Linked DNA regions of Cydia pomonella: region 2 is linked to region 1. The links are chromatin contacts, called in public Hi-C maps. All regions are on one chromosome and are shown on one strand. Each heading gives the region's core, a stretch centred on a gene start, on an enhancer-like site or on the middle of the called end of the contact. The rest is flanking DNA. Distances are from core to core; before and after follow the strand shown.

Region 1 (5,009 bases), core at 685-3,184:
TAAGATGACTGGAGCATTGTGATGTATGCCAGATTGGATTATCTTATCATATTGATGTTTTTGTGTACTTACTGTGTACATATTATAGCAAGAAATTTAATAAATGAAATAGAATATAATACTTATTTCTAATTTATATAAACACCCTATAACTGGGATCACCATTAGTTTCTTCAGGGGTCAACTTTTTTAAATAAAATTAGTCATTGTCCGTTTTAGCTAACTTGAGTTTTTTTAATAATTAAAAAGATAATATAACTTGGTGGTCCGGTGCGGACCACGGTCTGCCATTTAGTGACCCCTGTACTGTCTTTAACACAAAGTTGATATTATTTTTCAGATTTGTCTTTGCTCTGACAATAACTGATCCCCTTACTTAATTAGCCGGGTTCACACAGAGCGAGCATACGCGCGAGGCAAGGCTCACGCACAAACCGGCCAGTGTACACGTGCCTCGGCCGAGGCAGTGTGCTCGGGCGAAGAAAACGCACGCGCCGCCTCGGCCGATGCACGTTTACACTGGCTGGTTTGTGCGTGAGAAAATTGCCTCGTGTGTATGCTCGCTCTGTGTGGACCCAGCTATTAATATTAACTTTGTATGTTTGTTAGGAATAAGAAATAAAACACAAATGTATAAATAAATATTTAATTGGTATCACAAAAGCTTGCCTTGCCTAGCATTGCAGTTTTTTTTATTAAATTTATTACAAGAATACTTTATAGCTTAACATTTGAAGCACATTGCTTGAAAATGACCTACAGTCTTTTGAATTATGGTAGGTTTAAAAATTGGTAAAAGTTTAAAATGCTCAGTCAGTAGCAGTTAAAGCAACTACGGTGAAGCGGACCTCTTCTGGGTCTCTGGCAATGAACTCATTGCAAACTTTGGCTGCATCATCTAATAGAGTGTCAGCAGTTGTTGGTCCATGGTTAACCGGAAAAGCCTTGCGCCCATCCAGTTCATATAATGCACCATCTTTGTGAACAAATGTAATGAAATGATGATTAACAGGATCTTCAGCGCTAGGAGTGTTTGTTTGGCCCTCCTGTGCCAATTCCTTATGAGCATTGATAATACCCTCAGTCTTCTCCAACAGAGCACCACGAGCCGCTGCATCCAGCCCCTTAGCTTCATCTAGAAACTTTTTCATTACACCATCATTCAGATGGATCTTATCAGTATTGTTAGCAACGCTATGTACCAAGGCAATGGTTCCACAAGCATTGCTTAGATTTTGTTTCATATAAAAGATATTACTAGAAACTTCTTGCCCTTTAGACAAAATATCACTTTCCTCTTGCTGTTTGTGTTGCTCGTATTTCTCGGATATCGGGAAAAGCAGCATCACGGCTAACACAGGGCGAGGCACCCAGGAGAGCATTTCGGAGTCCAGTCCCATTACATCAACAATCGACCAGTTGCTTGGTACACCCAGCTTCTGAAGGAATTTGTTCATAACCTCCGGGTTAGATTCCAGCGGAATCAGATTCTCGGATGCCATTTTTTCTTGTTCTGAAAAAGTAATAAGTCTAAGGTTACCGGCGTCTTTTGTTTGTTTTAAAAGTGTGTTTTTAATGTTAAGGTTATGCATTTCGGTATGGATCAAAAAGTGTAAAAAAACACATACCGATTGTAATTTAATGAGCTGAGAACCCGTTCCCCTGTTCCTTCTCCAATGCTATAAAAGATGATGGATCGATACAAAAGACCCTCGCAGAAACTTAATTTGTTAATGCTACAGATAGTGTACGTAAATCTGTCAATTTTCGAGCTTAGTCATGGTCTAGTATAGGGTATAGTCTATGGTATAAGAGATAAAAGTCCTCACACACCCTATGATAATTGCATGATTGATCAAACGCGGACTACACCCACACTGAAGTCGCAGTACGGTACTGTACACTTGTCTATTAAGGCTATAAAAAAAGAACAAAAAAAATCAAATACATGACTATATTGTCGATGTAATAACTGTCAATTTCATAAAAAAAAACCTTTGTAATCTATGATTTCCTACTACACTTTGCTAGTAGTTACGTTATGTTACCTATTAATTATTCTTGTTTTAATTTATTTATATGTACAATTTGTCCTTTATTGTAATCGTTTTAGACTGAGTATGGCTTCGTTTATTTTTAAATATATATATTACAATAAAGAACAACGAAACTTTTATGGAAAATAGTAAAAGCGTACCTGATTTATAAATAATGGCTATTTGCGAGTTAAGAGGGTTGTTATTGACTGTTTGTATTATAGAATTGGTATGTATTTATTTGTAATTTCTAAATTGATATGATAAGTTATAGTTTCAATGCACTAATATCGATTTACCTTTGCAGATCATCACCGTACAACGACAAGTGTTTGACTTCTTAGGTTTTATGTGGGTACCCATAATCGCTAATTTCGTGAATATTCTTCTGATAATATTTGGATCCTTTGGAGCAGTTCAATACATCACGAAGTACCTAATAGCGGTAAGTGGCCTGAGTCATTTCCTTGCCTATTGTTTATATAGATGACTAATAAATTGGTATGTTACTGACCTATTTTAACTGCACTATTATTACATATTACAAATTTGCTTTTTATGGGTGCTCATAGTTACATAAAATATTGTATCAACCTAATTGTACCTATACTAATACATTATGGATCACAGTCTGCAATATATTAGTGTTGTTTCAATTTCAAATGTGTTGCTTCAAAATAATTTATAAGTATTTTTTAATGAAATCAGCCTGCTCAGGGAAGAAAATAAATTTAGTATAAATGAATTTAAGAATAGGTAAAAAATAATTACTGGATAATTTACTCTAATAATATTGCTTTGAAATTAACCTGAATTAACCAAATAGTCACTGGTACTTTAACCTTTTGACCGCCAAAGACGTCATATGACGCGCGCGGCTACAGCCCAATATCAACCTTCATGCGTACCGACAAGGTTCACGATTACGCGCCGCATACGATAGGCGTGGCGTTCAAACGGTTAACATAAAGTTAAGTTATGTACCTTTATGATAAATAGATTTAAAAAAAATGTTATAATTCCAATATATTTAAAAAACCAAGTACACTCTTTTATGTACATGTTACAGATTTCTAGCCTTAAGTTGTGCTCTGCTATGCTATGACTATTTTATTTCTTTTTCAGTATGCAATATGGAGTTTTATGTGGCTAACATGGAATACATTTTTAATATGCTACTATCTTAATCTTGGATCGTTGAATAGGGTAAGTTTTTCATGAATACAAAATGAGATTATTTTTTAGAAAAATGTGTCACCATAGTATGTTAGCAATAGATAGATGCTTTACTTACTTTCTGCACAATTTACAATATGCATGAGTGTTTTCCTAGTAGAATAATCTTACAGGAGTTCTCAAAATCCCAACCAATCATACTTAGATAAGGAAGAGGGTGTGAATTGCTTCATTGAAAAAGAAAAGGGTGGCTAAATCTGCTGATATCCAAAATAATTTTAGACCCTATTTTGGCATTGTTTTTCCTAACCAGAATCATTCATATTGATCATTGAGCTTTAAGGGAGGCTTGAACTCACTACCATCCTTCTTCTGCACTAGATTAAAGGGTTAAAACACACACATTTGAGCACACGCAGCAGCACATCTGAGAAAAGGCAAATGATATGATACAAAAGTTTGTGTGTATATCATATACTTACTTTACTCTTTGGTGTATATTTTGTAAGGATCATTATTTATGTTTATTATTATGCTTATATTTTGACTATTCTTAATTTTATTTATGACAAGCTTATAAAAGAGTATCAATTGACTCTTACTTGTCACTGGTTCACACCATTTTGAAATATTAAGGAATGGAATCTCCATATACCAAAAAGTATCATCAAAACACCTTAAATAGGTGGCGCTATAGCTATAATACCTAGAATACTTGAAAAAAAAAAACAAATCATAGACAGCGCACTTCACTCCATCAATAACGCCTAGATTTTTAGCTAGTCTAGCGCTACTCTGGAGAGATTTGGAACTATTATTTATAGCTGACAGCTGGACACTATTGCATAAGTTCTGCCTATGGAGCTTGCATTCCTTAACACTACCTTCCATGGAAATGTTATAAAAGGCTGGTAAGCAGTGACAAGCGGCTAGTTCGAGTACAGACAAGTTATAGTTTAAACATCTCGGAATATTTATTGTAAATTGGTTGTTATTATGTTTGTATCATATGAATAAAGTCAAAATATCATCAATTCAGTAATATCTCAACAATTTGCGACTAAGTTTATTTTCGTTTTCTTAAATTGACAACATGTTTTATTGTAGTATGAGTGTCATAGTTACAATGTGTTAATGTGTATTTTATAGCAAACACAGTTCTCTACAATCAGTATCTTTTAATCCAGGAAAGCGGCCTGCTATCCTTTGGGACAGGCAGTGTTAGCTGGTGGGAAGGCAATGGCTGGGGCTGCCAGACAGTATGGAGCGAGGAAGATGGCCCTGGCTCACTGAGGCCCACTCGTGTGGATGGCTGCTTCCTTCCATGGCACCATGTGGAACTTACACAGTCTGCTGTAGCGGCTATTCTCACAATTGCTGCATTGCCACTCTCCATTCTCTTGACTATTCAGTCATATAAGAGAAGAAAACCATCAGGAGCATCTGGTAAATGTCAACAAAATTGATATATCATTATTTCTTTGTTTAATTGACATTGATTGTGTCATTAAAATCAGAATTTTGGTTTGAGATACTAAAGTTCCTCATGTTCTTGGTACCTGCACGATTTCGTCATCCCATGTCATTAGGTATTATTAAAGAATTTTAAGTATATAAGAAGAAAGTTTTTAAATACTTTTGTAACTATCACGATTTTTACACAATATTATTTGTGATAAGTTTCGATGATGGCATTGTCCCCTACTGGTATATTCGTGCCGTTCTCGAGAATGTTCTGTGTTGTATGGGGAATGTTCTGTTGGGAGAACATTCCCTATAGTAAACGGAGAACATTCT
Region 2 (5,009 bases), core at 1,098-3,597, 240 kb before region 1:
ATTCAATTGGATGTGCACCTTTAATTTACCTATTGTTACAGGTAAAAATTGCCACAACACTGTTGTGTGATGTTATGGGTGATTATAGTAACATGTACATTGGTAATAATCAGAGACCATGAACGATATTGGGCTTAGTGAATGAGATTTTCAAGATTTAATGTTTGTAATACAGAAACGACTCTTATATTACACGCTACAAGTACAGCTGTAAAATATTTGGTGATAATCTGTTTTTCAGGTGTCGTTTTTGTATTTTGAGCATTGGACTGCACTGGTTTGATTGTGCCTGAAAACTCATTAATGCCGCTCCAAACCTCAAAATTATGTATTTGAAGAATACTTTAGTGTGTTGTAAGTTAGTGTTATGTCAACATGTGTTGACCAATTATACTCTCAGAGAGTGATAACATTATTCAGGATTGGCTAAGTTTTATTTTTTGATGGGGAAATGAGCTATTGTGTGAGGTCATAGTGTCTAAAATAGTACAAATGAGAAGACTTATTGTGGTAAGGCTCGGACTATTCAACATTGCAAATGCTAGGTTTGAGATGTATCCCTGTGTACTAGTTTTATTTTGTACTAAAAGTTAAAATAAATTAATAATTATACTCATTGTGTTTTTCATTGCATTGATGCTCACATTATTGTAGGAACCAAATACTTTGTGGTACTTACATGGTAACATTGGTTAGTAGTAAAACAGCCTAATCTCATCTCTTAGATCTAACATAGCATAAAATAAAAATGGGCAAATTTCTACAAAATAAAGTTTCAAACGTTACAGTAAAATTTACTAGAGTCTGTGCGGAAAGAAAAGAGTGGTGGAATGTATGGGGCCTAATACATTCCACAACTCTTCTCTTTCCGAACAGACTCTATATTTCGTGATATTACAATAATAAGAACCTATATTTGTGGTTTCGAAGTGTCACTCAGGACTCAGGCTTTTAGTGGGAATAGGCAGAAATGAAAAATCGGACAAGTGCGAGTCGGACTCGTCCACCGAGGATTCCGTACTTTTTAGGGTTCCGTAGCCAAATGGCAAAAAACGGAACCCTTATTAGTATTTGTTATAGCGGCAACAGAAATACATCATCTGTGAAAATTTCAACAGTCTAGCTATCACGGTTCACGAGATACAGCCTGGTCACAGACGGACAGCGGAGACTTAATAATAGGATCCTGTTTACCCTTTGGGTACGGAACCCTAAAAATTTACTATATCATCCTGTGAGTATTGTATTCTTTGATACCATAGCCTATCCATGGCCGTTACGTATTGGTATGGAAGGTGGAGGTAAGAATGGAATCTCCATGTACCGAAAAGTGGCGTCAAAAAACCTTAAATAGGTGGCGCTATAATACCCAGGGGGGCGGCACTTAGAAACGTAGTTAACATTAGTAAAGGTAGCGGCAATTTCTATTAATGGGATCCGATAACCTACTTTTGCGCAAAGTTGACTACCGATTGTGCAAACTACATCACCAGATGTCACTATAAAATTGGTACAATTTAAAGGCATGAATACGACATTAAGAAGGTTGCATAAACCTCGTATATCAAGACCAAGTACTAGTTCTTAGCTACTCTAGCGCTACTCTAGAGCATAGACATACAATATAACCTCTAGAGAGATTTAGATTCTAAATTTTAGAACTATTATTTATAGCTGACAATAATTGCGGGAATTTTTCTCTGTTACTCCAATTACGACTTATTAATTTGCGAATTTCAGTTTTCGCGGTAGGCCCTCTGCACACTTTTGCAACAGTTGTACCATAAGAGATTTCAGTACTTTTAATTCCACACTCCATACGTATTGGTATCTCGCTCTCTGTCACTCAGACACACTCTGTCTTCGTTCTTAAGGAGTATCCAGACAGGACAATTTTTCGTACAATCTGTTTAAATTCTTAGTTTAATTGTGTGATCTAGACACAATAAGTTCGTTGATCCCATTATGAAATTGTGTACTTGTGGACGCTAGATGACATTAACTAAAGTTAGACCAAACTAAGTTGGCAGTGATTTTGATAGCAAAGACTGCAAGCGCTATTTTAAAAGTCAAACTTCTATGAAATTATGATGATTAAATAACACTTGCACAGTTTGTGTTATCAAAATCGCTGCCTTCGTTTAGCTTGGTCAAAGGCTATCAAATTCTGAATATAATCAGGGCTCCTACCGGGAAAATCGAAGTTCGTCAATTGCGGGCATTTTTCTCTGTCACTCTAATTACGTCTTAGTAAGAGTAAAAGAGAAAGATCCCCCAATTTGCGAATTTCGGTTTTCGCGGTAAACCCCCAGATCAGAAATTATCATCCACAACCATCTTATCATCATGTTATCAAACATTTTGATCGTCATGTCTCCTGTAGAGTCTGTGACTAGATTGTTTCAGTTCGGACCATGTTCGGACATGATCGACGTGTTCGACCGTTTATTAATATCTTAAATTCAGTTACTTCTTTGTAAATAAAACATGACAACACTACACGTCTCACGTCACTGTCAATTGAGTGTCAATTTAATTTCATAGGACAATCATCTACAAAAATAAACGAAAATTATAATAATTAAGTTAAGTATGTAAAACATAGTTTAAATGCTTGTTATGAATTACAGTAACAATACATTTATCAAACAAAATGAAACTAGTGTTTGAAGGGTAACTTTTTAGCTGAGAGTGATGTTCTACTGCTTGTCCTCATGAAATGCAACGTCCGTGAACTCGCTCACCTGAGCGACCAGCCTTGTGTTATTGAGGGGAGATTAAACTACAAAAAAGTCTCTAATGGGGGTTATCGCAATCAAGCAGGTAAAAGTGCTACTTATTACTATGAGAATAGACAGGACAAAGTTCCATTCTCAATGTCGATCATCTGTATTAAAATGTTATTTTGAAAGACTAAACAACTTGCAATATGGTTTTTCAAGTATAATCTATAATTAACCATTTCTGAGTGGCATGGTAAACCAGTTGTATTTGTTTGTATCTTCATAATATTAAGAAATAAATAATAAAAAAAATATCCTTTTAGTATCTACTCAATAATATTCTTTGTTTTAGTAATTAGGCTCATTTAATCAATCTTTCAGTGTTCAAGGAGAGGTGGTTTCGGCTCATCAACAATTACTTGTTCTACTTCAAAATAAGTGAGATGGGCAAGTTTGATACAAAGAACCCGGCAGGTGTCTTTGTTATGGAGAACTCTTCTATTCAGATGGAGCATGGACCAAATATATCATTTTCATTTTCTATATCTTTTATGTAAGTACATTTTAACAAATTTAGCAATATTCAATTATCAAGCTTTTACTAAATAACTATAATTTTGTTATCAACTAGAACATAATTATAATCTCTGAATTATCCTTTTTTTTATACAATACATTCCTTTTTTACTTATTAATTTAGTATGTTGCTTGTACAAAAGAGGTATAGGTTTCCTCAAACAAGTTCTAGACCAATTAACTTCTGTTTATATCTATGTATCCTGAACTTATGGCAGTACTCTTGAAATATTAAAGGCACACAAATAGCACACCTATGCACGATGGCAGCGCCGCTTAGCGTTCGCAAGTATTGGGGAGCTGTCAAATAATGAGCTCAACACAATAAAGATTATTCCTTAAAAATGATTACTATAATACAGTTACCAATGTGCTGAATCTTTTCGTCTTTAATGTTAAACACACTTGACTTTTGCTTTACTGAAAATAGTAAGAATTATCTGTGTATTCTATATTAGGTATGTTGCAAATTCAAAATCAAATCTAAAGAATCTGGGACTCAGGAGGATAGTGCAAGTTGGAGAGTAATGTTCAAAACGATAAAGATGTTCTGTTGAACCACAAACATTGACAAACCACAGTTTGCAAGCCACATGTGGCTATTTGGAGCCACAATTGCTGCTCTTCAAGCCTCCCAAAATATGAACAAGAGCTTTTATACTACTGAAGAAAATATTAAGGCTTATTGAGATACCTAGAACCAAATTCTGAATGCTTTTCTCAAAAGTTTCCCTACCCCTGTGCTGTGCAGTCATATAGTAAAGCCACTTTAAAACTAGTTCTGTTTGAATTGGATTTGCAGCGACGAGCCAGAGAAGCGACACGTGTTCGCGGCGCGCGCCGAGGACAACGTCGTGCAGTGGGTCATCAAGCTGCGCGAGTGCTCCTACGAGTACCTGCGCGAGCGTTTGCACACGCTGCAATCCAAAATATACTCTATTACTGGCAAGGTTAGATTTCATTTTAGGTTTATGTAAGTTTTTGACATATTCCCGAATACCGAGCTGCTGTTAAAGATTCATTCTAGAGTTCTTAAAAAAAAAGCAAACCAAACTAACTCCTCGGCATATTTTTATTTCAGGCTACGCCTCTGGAACCTAGTAAAAAATCAAATAAATAAGCACATAGTTAAAATTATTGAACCCCTATACTCAATCTCTCCTCTAAAATAATACGTACATGCTAGACTGATAAGGTAATTGTTACAAGCCCATTAAAATTGTCCCTGGGTGCGTATCATATCCTGTAGTTTTGGTTATCCTGTAGTTATTATTTTAACATTATTTATAGAAAATAAATTCGATATAACATTACATTAAAATAACAATATAAATAATAATATAATATGTATTAAATTCAATTCTGTAAAAAATCACAAAAAAGTAAGTCACTAAATTTTCGGTAGGTAAAATAATAAGAGAATAACCGGCCAAGAGCATGTCGGGCCACGCTCAGTGTAGGGTTCCGTAGTTACTCTTCCGTCACAATAAGCTAAACTGGAGCTTAAAGTATAGTAAATTGTTAACCAAGGGATGAAACGGTATCATTCACCCGAGTTAAACAAATAGGCAAATTTGCATAATCAGTACCTAATTAAAGTAAGTCTTTTTACTATGAAGGGAAAACTTTTTGCGATAACTCAAAAACAGCTAAACTGATCATATCCGCTATAGTTTTCATTTAATGTCTTTCTTAAGCTCTACTTCCACG

What was found. Hi-C and Micro-C count contacts between places; a contact is called where the count stands out from the background.
Region 2: a Hi-C map of whole body shows a contact between it and region 1, with 9 times the contacts expected there. The contact joins the promoter of LOC133518904 here to the promoter of LOC133518906 in region 1. A contact is called at or near these places in 2 of 2 Hi-C or Micro-C datasets (both in whole body).

What each region holds. Positions count from the first base shown.
Region 1 is chr6:9,662,396-9,667,404 of ilCydPomo1, reverse strand. LOC133518906 (ubiquitin carboxyl-terminal hydrolase isozyme L3) reads right to left here and starts at 1,934. Exons shown (of 2, transcript XM_061852686.1): 1 at 1,629-1,934; 2 at 633-1,513. The coding sequence starts at 1,502. The coding sequence ends at 810. It overlaps LOC133518903 (sodium/potassium-transporting ATPase subunit beta-1-interacting protein 4), which reads left to right and starts at 2,027. Exons shown (of 5, transcript XM_061852683.1): 1 at 2,027-2,265; 2 at 2,344-2,481; 3 at 3,162-3,242; 4 at 4,400-4,658. The coding sequence starts at 2,212. It overlaps LOC133518902 (major facilitator superfamily domain-containing protein 12-like), which reads left to right. Exons shown (of 9, transcript XM_061852682.1): 9 at 1-119.
Region 2 is chr6:9,898,729-9,903,737 of ilCydPomo1, reverse strand. It overlaps LOC133518904, which reads left to right and starts at 2,347. Exons shown (of 4, transcript XM_061852684.1): 1 at 2,347-2,823; 2 at 3,105-3,276; 3 at 4,102-4,249. The coding sequence starts at 2,715. LOC133518910 (histone-lysine N-methyltransferase, H3 lysine-79 specific) reads left to right here. Exons shown (of 17, transcript XM_061852694.1): 17 at 1-616.